Linked DNA regions of Mus musculus: region 1 is linked to region 2. The links are chromatin contacts, called in public HiChIP or PLAC-seq maps. All regions are on one chromosome and are shown on one strand. The core of a region is the stretch at or near the end of the contact, and the rest is flanking DNA. Distances in the headings are between cores, read along the strand shown. Region 1 overlaps Ift88 (intraflagellar transport 88). Region 2 holds the start of Ift88 (intraflagellar transport 88).

Region 1 (6,754 bases), core at 3,153-5,652, 45 kb before region 2:
GTCTCAAGTAAGTAATTGCTTTGTTAATCTCCAGGTCGTTGGCCAGCTCCACATACTGAGAGGCTTTCACTACTTCCACACACCTGTAAGAAGGGCGAGACACAAAGCGGTACTTGCTTTATTTCAGTTATTTTCAGTTCTTTCTCTCTCCAAGTGTGTGTGTGTGTGTGTGTGTGTGTGTGTGTGTGTGTGTGTGTGTGTGAGTGAGTGTGTGTGTGCCTGCACCGTTCTGCTGGGTTCACACAATTGTGTGTATTCGTGCACATATGGAGACCAGGGATCAATGTCAGCTGCCATCCTCCTATCATTCTCCACTGAGACCATGGAACTCCTACAGAGAAAGCATTAATTGGAGGTTTCATTCCAGGTTCAGAGGCTTAGTCCATTATCAGCACCTGGGGGAGCATGGCAGCAGGCATGGCAGGCATATTGCTGAAGAAGTAGCTGGGAGCTGATCCTGATTCATGGGCAGAAAGAGAAAGCCTGAGCATGGCATGGGCTTTTAAGACCTCAAAGCCCATTGCCAGTGACACACTTCCTCTAACAAGGCACACATCCTATCCCTTCTAGCTTTTCCAAGAGAGTCACTCCATGGTGACTGAACATTCAAACAGACGAGCCTATGAGGCCATGCTTATTCAAACCACCACACATGTCAATCTTAGAAACAATGATAAAAACAACAGAAGGCATTACACATGCGGTCATGGATATTTCATTAAATCTGCTTCAGTGAATAAAACAAAACAATATGTGGCACTGAGGGTGTGGTTCATTAGTCCAGACCATAATTAAAAACATAGAATCCCCTTCTCCAATAGAACCTTTTCCTGAAAAGTCCCATATATAAAAGAGTCTTTCTGTTTGAAATAGGGATAGAGGACTTGAGCCCCCCCTCCCCCACTTGCAATATACCTCACTGAATGACCATCTGTCCCCATCTGAAGACACGGCTCATGAAAGTTCAGTTCCAAAAGAATAATCTGGGAACTCAGGTATACACAGCAAATATTTTTTTTTAAAGATTTATTTATTTTTATTATATGTAAGTACACTGTAGCTGTCTTCAGACACTCCAGAAGAGGGAGTCAGATCTCATTACGGATGGTTGTGAGCCACCATGTGGTTGCTGGGATTTGAACTCCGGACCTTCGGAAGAGCAGTCGGGTGCTCTTACCCACTGAGCCATCTCACCAGCCCCCACAGCAAATATTTATGAAATGCCTATTACATGTCAGACATTATGTTTTGGTACAGGGACTGCAAGAGTAGATACAATACAATGCCTCACCTGTGAGGAAAGAATAGTAAAGCAAGCTCTTTACAAAGAAGTACAAGAAGACAGGTGAGAGATCAGAGATTCCACAGATACTGTAGCTCAGTGTGAAGGCCAAGTCTGAACGACTTGAAAAAAAGAAAGGTCTCCTAGGATGAATCAATAACACTCTAAGGATGTGTAAGGCCAGCAAGCTGGGCCTATTTAAGATGCAACTGCTACATGGAGCAGAAAGCACTCAAAACATGGAGAGAAAGATGTCCTGGGAAGCAGACAGAAGGTACATCATTTAGAGCCTCTGTGGCAAGACAAAAAGAATGCACTCGGCACCCTGAAAGTCCCAGACAAGGATTGAAGATGCTACCAAATATGCCAATTTGCACTGACAGTCATGGAGGTCAGAGGATAGGTAGATAGAATGGACGAGTCTTGAACAAAATGAGGTTTATATCTATATAGGTAGAAAGAGGAGACAGGCAGCCATTCAGAGAGAAAGGGAGGCAGAATTAGTGGGTGGTCACTGAGATAAAGGACATGGAGATAAGTTTAGCTCAGACAATCAGGTAACTAATGGTCCCATCATCTCTGATGTGCAATTCATGATGGGGTGTGTAAGTACACAATAACAGGGCTAAAAGAGAGGTTATGCTTGGGGCTGAAGAATCAGAATTACATTGATAGAGCAGACTGAGCTGGCCTATAAGACAACACTGAGTCTTAGAAAAAGCATTTGGAACTGACTAGATATAAGAGACAGTAAGAGGCACAAGTGTTGAGGTGAAAACTTTCTACCCAAACTTCCAACACAGAATGGTGAGGCAAGTTTCTGTTTCCCTCAGCACAAAACCTAGTTGTTATATAATTTTATCCAGTTCTGCCACTGACTTGATGAGCACAGGACTACCCTACACTTCAAGTCCCTGTTGTGAGGGGTAGGCTGAGGTTCACACTGCAGCCCCATGCTGCCTCAGAGAAGAGGCTCTTGTGAGCTCCTCAGGTTCCATTCCTTGCTATCACGGCACTCAGAACTGTACAAGTTTATCACAAAGAGCATTCTGAGGACACAGATGGAGAATGTGATGACGGCTCAGTGGTTAAAGCACTCACTGCCGGACCATTTGAGTCGGATCTCCACACCCAACCTAAAGGAAGAACAACAGAATGGACTCCAGAAAGCTGTCCCCTGACCTCTCTATGCACACCATGACATCCACAGAAACATTCACGTATAAATAAAGAGAATGTGGTTAAAATCTGGAAGGGTCCTTAGCAAAGGAATGTATTAACTGGAGGAATCTGGGGTCTTCCACCTTAAAGTTTAGTTTAAGTATTTTGGTGTGTGTGTGTGTGTGTAAAAGACTTCAGATATCTGGAATGTAGAGAATATTCTTCCTTCTACTTAGAATACTCTCTTACCCACTTTTATCTTTACTAATTCTTTACTTCTCAATCCAGATATCAATATAAGATTTCTATGGCCCCAGTTTATAAATTAGGCATTCCTATTAAATGAGGGACTAGTACCTTATAAATAAAGTGTCACTTTATGTCAGGGTACTGATCACTTAGATTGCTTTGTTGTTGTTAATATATTTATCAACTTAATTCAACTGAAACTTACTGAATTAAAAAAACTTCAAAAAAATTTGACCTATCATTGGCCTCAATGAACAAGTATTTCCTTTTTTTGTGGCCACTGGCTTTCTAAGCATAACACTAAAATCATAAATGATAAAAAGACTGATTAATCTCATTTCTAAAACCCCTCCTGGAAAACAATTTGTAGTAATTTCTTGCTGGATTAAAATTTTTTCAGTATGAAGACACCTGACAAAATAATATAAAATGTAGAAGGTTAGAGGGAATGTAGTCATGGTTTCTAAAGTCGGATTACCAATGAAGCAGTCTGTGTATCAATTTATATTGTACAACTAAGTGAGCATACTGTTGAAAGCTTTGTCCTCTAAGACTAGAAACTAAGCAAAAATATCTACATCATCACTTCTGAGCATTGAAATAGATGCACCAGAGTGCTGGTTTGCATATGCTTGGCTCATGGGAAATGGCACTATTAGGAGGTGTGGCCTTGTTGGAGTAGATGTGACCTCGTTGGAAGAAGTGTGTCAATGTGGAGGTGGGCTTTGAGGCTCCACCGAGTGTGGAAGAGTCAGTTTCTCCTGGCTGTACTCAGATCAAGATGCCAAACTCTCAGCTTCTTCTCTAGCACCAAGTCTGCCTGGACACTGCCATGCTTCCTGCCATTATGATAATGGACTGAACCTCTGCCCCGATTAAATGTTGTCCTTTATAAGAGTTGCCTTGGTCATGGTGTCTCTTCACAGCAATGGAACTCTAATTAAGTCATCTAGTAAGGTGAAGAAGCTCAGATGGGCATGGTGGGAGAGGCAGGAGGATTGCAGTTTGAGGCCACCCTAGGATACACAGAAAACTCTGTCTCAAAAATCAACAGCAGGCAAGGGAGATGGCTCAGTGAGTAAAGTGTTTGCGCAAAACCATAGAACCCAGATAGAAGCCAGACTGACAGTGTGAGCATCTCAATCACAGCACTCCTGAGGAGACCAGAGAGGAGGAGGACACAGAGAACCCGTGGAAGCTAGAGAACCAGCCCAGCTGACATCAACAGTAGAGGGGAAAGGTGAGCCTTCTCTCTCTCTCTCTCTCTCTCTCTCTCTCTCTCTCTCTCTCTCTCTCTCTCTCACACACACACTTTTTAAAAATAATGAAAGAAAAAAAAAGCTAGTTTGTTAAGTGTGGTGATCCCCTGCAGACTTAGAAGCAGGCAGGGGAAAAATGTTCCATGAAGAGACACTGGGCCAGGACTTCTAGAGTCTGGCCCAGATCATTTCACTTTAGCCATATTTAAGCATAACCCATTTTGGGGGAAAAGAAGTTTTCTGATGATAATGAAGTCAGCCCTGTGAGTAGAACACAGCATTTACATGTCACATTACTGTCTCTGTTAAACACTACATGCTCACACTGAAGCTCTTCGCAAGGACACATGGCTTCATTTGTAAGCTGGGCTCTTGGTGACTTAGAAACAGTGCTTAGGATAAGGTCTAGGAGTAGGAGTGAGGTAAACAATGCCTGTGGGAGTCAGGACTGACCCAGCCCTGAGATAACACAGACGTCACTTAGGCTGTTGTGAAGCACACGTGACATCACTCATAAGGTCGAGGTTTATGGCCTAAAAGCAATGCTCAAGATTTGGGATTAAGATTAAGTAAAAGTAAGTTCTAGGAGATAAGGTAGAGCCTGTCTCATTAGACAGCAAAAGATCCAGGACAGCCAAAGCTAGACACAGAAAAACCCTGTTTAGAAAAACAAAAACAACAACAAAATGTTTACAACCAAAACAACATCAGATAAGACAAATGTAACAAAAGGTATATAGGTATTAGATGACTTGATGTGCTAGGTAGGGGGTGATACCCAAGGGAGCCCCCCCTTCTTAGAGGAGAAGAAGAGGTGGAAATGGGGGAGGAGCTATGGGAAGGGGGGACTGGGAAGAGACGGGGGGGGGCAGATATTGGGATATAAAGTGAACAAATAAATAAATTGATGAAAAAAAAACTCTAAAATGTGATATTAAAAGAAACTTAGGAGACATAAATAAATAGAGGCATATACCATGCTCACAGTTGGAGTGCTCACAATACAGAGATGGTGATTGTTCCTCTCCTCATCTGCTGATTTCAGTGACATTCTAAGCACTTTCCAGAATGTCAAGAAATGAGAAGAAAACTGTCTTAGTCAGGGTTTGTATTCCTGCACAAAACATCATGACTGAGAATCAAGCTGGGGAGGAAAGGATTTATTCAGCTTACACTTCCACATTGCCGTGCATCACCAAAGGAAGTCAGGACTAGAACTTAAGCAGGGAAGGAATCTGGAGGCAGGAGCTGATGTAGAAGCCATGGAGGAATGTTACATACTGGCCTGCTTCCTCTGGCTTGCTCAGCTTGCCTTCTTATAGAACTCAGGATGACCAGCCCAGGGATGGCACCACCCAGAATGGGCTAGGCCCTCCCCCCTTGATCACTAATTGAGAAAATGAAGGCATTTACAGCTGGATCTCAGAGGCATTTCCTCAAGGGAGGCTCCTTTCTCTGAGGTAACTCCAGCTTGTGTCAAGTCGACGTGCAAAACTGAAAGAAAGATGAAATTTCAAAACCTGTAAGTCATATAAAGTACTCAGAAATTGCTGGTTGTTATGTGAGCCTAGAGGCTGCCTGGGGCTGAGAGAAAAGAAAAACAAACCTGGGTATACCCTGTAGTTAAAACATTCCTGGGAACATCTTGGCCATAAGATAAAGAGGAATGTGAGGACATAACAGGGCTATCTGAACTGAGTCAACAACTCACAGAACTCTGACACCCTGCACGTACATGTAAGTTTTCTGCTGATGTTTGAATAAGCCAATAGTGTGTCGCTATGCTGAATTCCACACCCCTAAGCCCCTTACCCCATAAAAACCCCTAGCTTTTGAGCCTCGTGGCCGACATCTGTTATCTCCTGTGTGGGATGCATGTCGGTCCAGAGCTCCGTCATTAAATGACCTCATGTAATTACATCAAGATGGTCCTTCGTGATTTTTTGGGTGCACGCCGAATCGGGAATTGAGTGGGGGGGGGGGTTCCCCACTAAGTTCTATCAAAACCAGCCAGTACAAAAACCTAAAGACTGGGAAAAGATAGTTGTGAAGCACTTATTCATTGAAGTACTAAAACAAAAAAATATGTGAAGGACTCCTGAAACCAAACAAGAACAAAGGAAAACTATAAAATTGGGCCGAGCAGGACTGTGTACTCCTGAAATCCCAGGATGCAGGCAGAGGCAGAAGGACTGAAGTTCTAGAGAAGTCTGGGATAGAGGGGGAGTTCAAGACCAACCTGAATCACACGGACGGGGACTAAAAAAAGGAAAAAGAAAAAAAAATCCAAGGGCTGAGCTTGGCAGAATCTTGACTCACCTGCGTAAGGTACTAGGCTCCCTCCCCAGCACCAGCCAACAAATAAATATAAAATTGAAATTTCGCAAAGACTGCTAATATAAAATAATCACTTGGCAAATAAAAATGCCCTTAGAAAAGATGCTTGATTTCACTAGTAAATCACAAACTATAACAACGCCCGTGAGATGCTTTTCTACATCAATTAGAAAAGACAAACCTAAAGACAATGAGTTCTGGCAAGTATGCAGAGCAACAGGAACTCTCCCTCGCCACTGGAAGGAATGCCGAACAGTACTGTTTGGATTCAGACCTCAGGACAAGGGTCCAGGGGCCAAGCTACATACTTACACACCAAAGCAGCCCTGGCCTCCAGGCTCTCCCAGGATCCCTCAGTCCCTACCTAGCATACCTTGCCCTCAACCATGAACTTTCCAACCCATGGGCTGGGCTACCTTCCCCAGACACTCTGGTCTTCCTTCTCTCTCTCTCTCTCTCTCTCTCT
Region 2 (6,946 bases), core at 2,601-5,100:
GCTTCTTTAAACTGACAGCTTTCAAGTACTTGGTGGCTTTTTTTTCTTTTTTGATATGCCTACCTTTGATGACCTGGTCAGTTTCACAAGTGATTTGTAGTTCTGTTTATCTGCTTTGGGGGATTGTTTTTTTTTTTTGTTTGTTTGTTTGCTTTTTTATTTTATATTATTTTATTGAGACAAGGCCTTACTATGTAACCCTAGCTAGCCTGGAACTATTTGTACACAGAAGATTGGCATCCAACTTGCCAAGATCTGCCTGTACAGACTCCCTAGCGCTCAGATTAAAGACGTATGCTACCACACCCAATAGAACACTGAGATCTGGACCTCTTGGTTTGTATAGTTATGTAGCATTTTCTGGGTCAATATAATAGTGAACCTTGTTCACTGTTTACTTCAGTTCTTAAAACAGCGGTTCACAACATTTCCAATGTTGCAACTCTTCAATACAGTTGTTCATGTTGTGATGAACCCTAATCATAAAATTATTTTCATTGCTACTTCATAACTATAATTTTGCTACTGTTATTCATTGGCTTCCAGTATATTCAAACAGTGTATAACCATTACATTTTCTTCATCCTATAAAAACAAAAACCTGAGGCTCTTTGACAGTTATCCCATATCCCTCCTTTTCCCCAAGCGCCTGAAAGCCACTAAATGACTTCCTGCCTCTATAGATTAGCTAAGATTCCATGTGCAAGAGACCATACAGTATGTGGCATTTATGTCTGGCTTCTTTTATTTAGCATGTTTTCAGGGTTTGTGATACAGTTTCATTATATTGCATTCTTTTTCATGACTGAATAATAAAATTACAACATTTGACTTCTTTATTCTTTAGGAGATGAATATTGGGTTGGTTCTACCTTGGGCTCTTATGAATAACCCTCTTATGAATGTTTATATGCAAGTTTTTACCTGAATATGTTTTCTTTTTAAAATGTATGTGTCTGTGTTAGGAGCTGGCCAACATGGGTACTGGAAACTTAAGACCTCTGGAAAAGCAGCAAGTGCCTTTAACTGCTGAGCCATGTCTCTAGCCATAGGTGAATATACACTCAGTTCTACTGGGTATATACCTAGGCATGAAATGTCTGGTTCAAACAGGAACGCTGTGTTAGCTTCTGGAACAGCTGCCTGTTTTTTAAGTAGAGTGATAAATATCACACCATCCTAATCAATGCCTCTTGAGATGTTAGCCACTCCCTTTTCCAGCGTATACACACTGCATAGACTACCTGCCCAAAAGTCAATAGCAGCTATCTCTGTTACCAGGTTAACTGCTCTGGTATCTTGTTATCTTGTTATCACTGTTATCTTGCTAATCACTGGACAGGAACAGAGATGTTAGCAATCAAGCATGTCAAAGGGAAGCCATAAAGTATTTCCTTTAAGTGTCAACTCAATTTATCACATCCCAAGCACTGGGAAAACAGGACAGCAGAAAATAAATAAATAAATAATAAATAAAAAGTTAGAGCAACAAACCATATTTATATTACTTGCATCTCAATATAGTATTATAAGTACTTTTCTTTTACTCTTACTGTTAATGTCTTACAGTGCCTTGTATAGTTTAAATATTATCATAAGTATGTATATTAAAAAAAAAGTGTACTAAAGGTTGTGTTTAGCCGGGTGTGGTGGGTGGTGGCACACGTCTTTAATCCCAGCACTTGGAAGGCAGAGGCAGGCGGATTTCTGAGTTCGAGGCCAGCCTGGTCTACAAAGTGAGTTCCAGGACAGCCAGGGCTATACAGAGAAACCCGGTCTCAAAAAACAAAACAAAACGAAACAAAACAAAACAAAAGGTTGTGTTTGATGAGGTTTCAAACTTCCCTAGGGGCCTTGGACTATGTCCCTCTCAGATAAGAGGGACATTCTCTGCTAAACCAGTGGCTCAAACCAGAGCACAAGCCAGCAGCTTACAGCTTTTCATTTCAGCCCCTCAGCCACCAGTGCTTCCGATTCAGAAAATCTTATGTGAAGGAGATTCCTTGATCCCTCAGAGAGGAAATGTATTGGGATTTCTTTGCAGGGGAGGGTTGTTTTGTTTCTGAGACAAGGTCTTGTGTAGCCTTGGCTGGCTTTAAACTCAACATGTAGACAAGGCTGACATTGAACTCTTGCTCCCACATCCCAAGCACTGGGATAACAGGTATGAGTTATTCTGCCCAGGCAGGATGTGAATTCCTTGTTGTGGGTATGACAGCTTCTGTGTGTGTGTGTACAGGTGTAAATGTGTGCATGTGGAAACAGAGGTCATCCTCTTTAGGCACTGCCTGCCTTGTTTTTTGAGGTAAGATCTCCCCCTGGGAAGGAGGACCTGGGGCCAGATTCAGCCAAGCTAGCTAACCAGTGAGCAGCACAAATCCTCCTGCCTCCCCCAGCCACCACATTAGGTTAAGTGGGCGCTAGGGATCACTCAGGACCTTAGGCTTCTGCAGCAAACACTTTGCCAACTGAGCATCTCCACAGCCCCAGAATGTTGATCAATAGGTTCCCAAGGGATGGATGCTGAAGCTGCTGCTCCATCGATCACACTTTCAAATCATATACTCAAAAGCTCCCTCCTTACAAACTCTTCTGATCTCACTTTCGTTTATTCATAAGGTATTGAAACAATCAGCTTTTAGAACTAGACCTTTCTTCTGGCTTTTAACCAGATTTACACACACACACACCTGGGAGACAGACCAATAGTGGAATACACAAAATTTTAAAGATGTAGAAAGCAAGGCTAGGAAATAGTAAATGAATTATCCTTTACTAACAACTATGAATGGCTAAGAAATAATACAACTCAGTATTTCTATATTCTCCAAGGTGGTTCAAAAATAATTTGGGATGCTGTCACTTCAATATTGCCAGTGAAACTATTTTACATGGCAAAGTCCTTTTTATATACTTCTACCTTGATACAGTTCACACTCAAAATGCCTATTGTAGTTTCTCCAAAGTTACCAACCAGAGTTGAAGATAAAAAGGAAAAGTGGAATTTTAGGCTTTTGGGAAAACAGTAGTCAGATATCTTTTGTCTGTGCATCCTTAGATTCAACCAACTAGAAACTGAAAACATTTGGGAGAAATTTTTTATCTGAACTGAACATGCACAGGCTCCCCCCCCCCCCCCCCGCCCCCAGCCTCCCGAGCGTGCTTTTCATTATTCCCTGAACAATTAGGCATAACAATTAATTATAGAGCAATAAACAGTCTAAGATAACAAAAATGGGAAAATGGCTTATATACAATACAAATATACCATCGTATATATGTGAAAGAGCACCTGGGAACTTTGGTATCCAGGGAAACTGGGTGTCCTAGAATCAATTCCCAGAAGATATGTTTTTATCTTTATAAGACTGTGATTTATTCATTCTTTTCTGTACTTTTGCTTTTACTCCCGATTACTAGGTAATCAAAGCTTCACCGGATGCAAGTATTAGAAATGTTCGCTGTAACCTACTGTGAAACTCTAAAAGTTTCACTGCTGCCATGGCATCGCCAAGCCGTGTGACATTAGCCCGGGTAGCCGTGCCGGGTGGAGCGGGAAGTCCACCCCCTGAGAGGAGCACCATCCAAGTGTTGGCTACGGAAGCGCAGTCGCCAGGAGCCGGGCTTGGGCGCCGCCAGCCCGCCTGCCCTCGCGACCCCGCCGCCGCTCACGCACGGGGCAGGGAGAGGGCAGCAGGGAGGGTGGCCGCGAGGGGCCGGGCGCTTCTCCTACCTCGCGCCGAGGAGGAGCGGGCTGACCACGAGTGGGCCGAGGGAAGAAGCGACGCCTGATCCTAGGCAGGCCAGAGCGGGACGCCCAGCCGTTGCCAGGCGCGACTCCAAGGAAGCCGCTCCCACAGGCCTCCGCGCCGCGTGGGCGAGGCCGGAAGCTCGTGACCGGAAGTGCAGGGCTGCTGGGACCTGTGGTCCGCCAACAGCGGAGTGATTCTCGAGGCTGGCCCAATGTTTATGGTGGTCCAGGAGATGCTACAGGTGTAGGAGTAATCACAAGAAGGAAACCAAGGTCGAGTGAACCCCGAGGCAGCCATCCCCAAAGCTGGAGACCAGAGCAAGATGGCCCGGATGAATAGAATGTGTCCCAGAGCCACTACGCGGCTTGGGAACCTTGGAAGACTGTTTTCTGTGGAACATTGCGTAGAATTGTACGCGTCGTCCCATAAATTTGTCATATTAATCCTGTCTGGGTTCTCTCTAAATAAATTTAATCTGAAAATTAAAAAGTAAAGGTAATGTAATGCCAGCTATGATGACGCACATCTGCAATGGGAGTAGAGATGACGCTCAGGAGTACAAGACCAGCAGGGGACACCCTGTCTTAAAGACAAAATAATATTTCTTTCCGGAGCAAATGTTGGGCATGTTGACTTGAAGCCCGTTATAAAAAAACTGAAGTTTACTAACCTTTATTGTTCAGTTGTGTCAGAAAGTCATTGAATATGTAACATCCACCTTAGCCTCCCACGGATGGGGGTGGGGACAGATGTAGGGGACAAACTATTAGATTGGTCAGGTTCGGGCTACTTGGTGTGTTTTGAAGACTAAACCTCTTTATCTCTGATCCAGGTGTGTTGTATCAGCATTCAGAAGGTTACCTTGCAAGTGGGGTATATCGTACAGTAACTGACAGTATCTGGCAACTGTGTGTCAATAAGTAGTTGTTACGTTAATTAGTGAACATCATGGGGATATTTTAAGTTACTGCACTTCAATATAGAAAGAAAAAATACTGGAATCACAAGTTACTGCACTTCAAAAAAGAAAGATAAATACTAGAGTCAATCTTTTTCTTTTTCTTTTTTCTTTTTTCTTTTTTTTTTTTTGTTTGTTTGTTTGCTTGTCTTTTGAGACGGGGTTTCTCTGTGTAGCCCTGGATGTCCTGGAGCTCTCTGTACACCAGCCTAGCCTCAAACTCCTTGGTGCTGGGATTAAAGGTGTGTGCCACCATTGTCCAGCACTGAACTTTTTTTTTTTTTAAATGACTGTACATTCAGGGTACCCAGTCCTTGTCTGAGAAGAAGACATTATGTTTTTGTTAAAATAAAGGTTCATCAGGCAACATATTTTCTTATTTGTTCCCACACTAATTATCAAATAAACTGTCAACATATGTAATTAGTTACATATAAAGTGGGATGGGTAGCAGACAAGCCTGAGTCCCATGAAGTGGGTATGGAGTGAAAGAGTTCCATGTGTGAACATGAAGAACACTAAAGGAAAAACAGGTTTGAGGGAGAACACATCAGGTGTCAGATGCCTAAAGAATGTGCAAGAAGAGATACTGAGTAAGCAATTGTATATAACAATATAAAGCTCAGAGGAGAGGGCTGGGAATGTAACTTAGTGTTAGAACATTTGCTTGCCGTGTTCAAGGCCCTAATTTGGATTCCAGCATCATCATAATCATTAAAGCTCAGAAAAAGATGCCCATCTAGAGATACACACTGGGGATTCAGTAATTCCTAAGAAAAGATAGTTTGTAAGATTGTGAGTGAGTGAGCAAGATGTATTTTTGGAATAGGGGGATGTAGAACGGCAAAAAAGACAAGAGATAGTAATGAGGGTGGGTAAATACCATCAAAATGCATGTGATGGCTATCTGTGATTGTCAACTTGACTATTTCTGGAATGAACTACAATCCAGAGATGGAGGGTACATCTGTGATCCAGATCTTGAAGCTGAAGACACAGGCTTTTGATCTGAATCTTGGCCTGGGATGACACAGTATTTTGGTCTGGATCTTGAGGAATAGTGATCATAAAAAGCTTAGGCCTAGACATGTTGGTACACACCTTTAATCCCAGGAGACAGAGGCAAGGAGATCTCTTAGTTCAAGGCCAGCCTGCTACAGAACAAGTTTCAGTTAAAGAAAAGCTGGGCCCAGGCAAGGTGGAACATGCCTTTAATTCCAGGAGACAGAGAAAAGCAGATCTCTGAGTTCAAGACCAGCCTTGCAGATTAAACACTATAAACATGTGACTCTAATAAGACATTTAGTAACCACTAGAGGAACTGTCACCTATGCTATCCAGAAAATACTATTAAGTCCAGTTAAATGTTTTAAATGATCATAATACCTTTTTTTAAGACTTTGTCTCCAATTTAGGATCTCACTAAATAATAATTCTTTAAAAAGATAAACACTGGGGGCTGGAGAGATGGCTCAGCGGTTAAGAGCACCGACTGCTCTTCTGAAGATCGTGAGTTCAAATCCCAGCAACCACATGATGGCTCACAACCATCTGTAATGAGATCTGATGCCCCTCTTCTGGTGTGTCTGAAGACAGCTACAGTGTACTTACATATAATAAATTAATAAATCTTTTTTAAAAAAGATAAACACTATTTTTTGCTACTGAAACCAATAAAAATAAAAGTTCAAAGAAATCTCCTGACCTTTGGATAAATATTTGGATCCTATATTGGAAATAAAGAGTGCACTCATATTTTAATCCAAAGCTCGGATTTGCAGAATTTCTTACTTCTAAGCTACAGGTTAAACTAATCTTGCCATTAATTTCAATCTGTTCAAAAATAAGTGGATACCGGACTGTAAATTACCTTAGTAGAAGGATCTAGTCACATCATTAAAACCACAGCCACTAACTTGCTGAAATTAACATGAGCTACTCAAGGAGCCATGATGTGCTGCAAGCTGTACCCACACTGCATGGCCCAAAGGCAGTGAATAAAGATAACAGTTCTGTTCAGAGAATTTATATCAAAGGGGTTCAGTGTTCATTTCATAGCACACTGCTGACCAGTCAGACCGCATTAAGATGGATGACTAAAGGTCACTCTTGACTTCTTGACTTTTTTAAATGCAGGTCATCAAACCCAGTGCTTCACACATCCTGGGTGTGTGCTCTGCCTCTGAGCTACATCCCCAGCCTGGTATTGATTTTTCAAAGGATGAAAAAGGCACCA

Evidence for each region. HiChIP or PLAC-seq counts read pairs in DNA pulled down with a chosen protein or histone mark.
Region 1: a contact with region 2 is called in an H3K27ac HiChIP or PLAC-seq map of extraembryonic endoderm stem cells. The contact joins the enhancer-like site here to the promoter of Ift88 in region 2. A contact is called at or near these places in 3 of 39 promoter capture datasets (the HPC-7 cell line, macrophages and stem cell-derived epiblast-like cells), 1 of 484 Hi-C or Micro-C datasets (pachytene spermatocytes), 4 of 115 datasets of contacts at active chromatin or transcription factors (the SCID.adh cell line, embryonic stem cells and extraembryonic endoderm stem cells) and 3 of 9 other capture datasets (adipose tissue, liver and pancreatic islet).

What each region holds. Positions count from the first base shown.
Region 1 is chr14:57,466,304-57,473,057 of GRCm38.p6, reverse strand. Ift88 (intraflagellar transport 88) reads right to left here. Exons shown (of 26, transcript NM_009376.2): 15 at 1-83. Among named protein-coding and RNA genes, the nearest start is that of Ift88, 46 kb to the right of the region's middle. Within about 2 kb of position 4,402, at least 13 of the 459 cell types and tissues checked have an H3K27ac peak or open chromatin away from gene starts, as enhancers often do. A contact at or near this core is called in extraembryonic endoderm stem cells, where this site is marked.
Region 2 is chr14:57,420,975-57,427,920 of GRCm38.p6, reverse strand. Ift88 (intraflagellar transport 88) reads right to left here and starts at 3,850. Exons shown (of 26, transcript NM_009376.2): 1 at 3,734-3,850.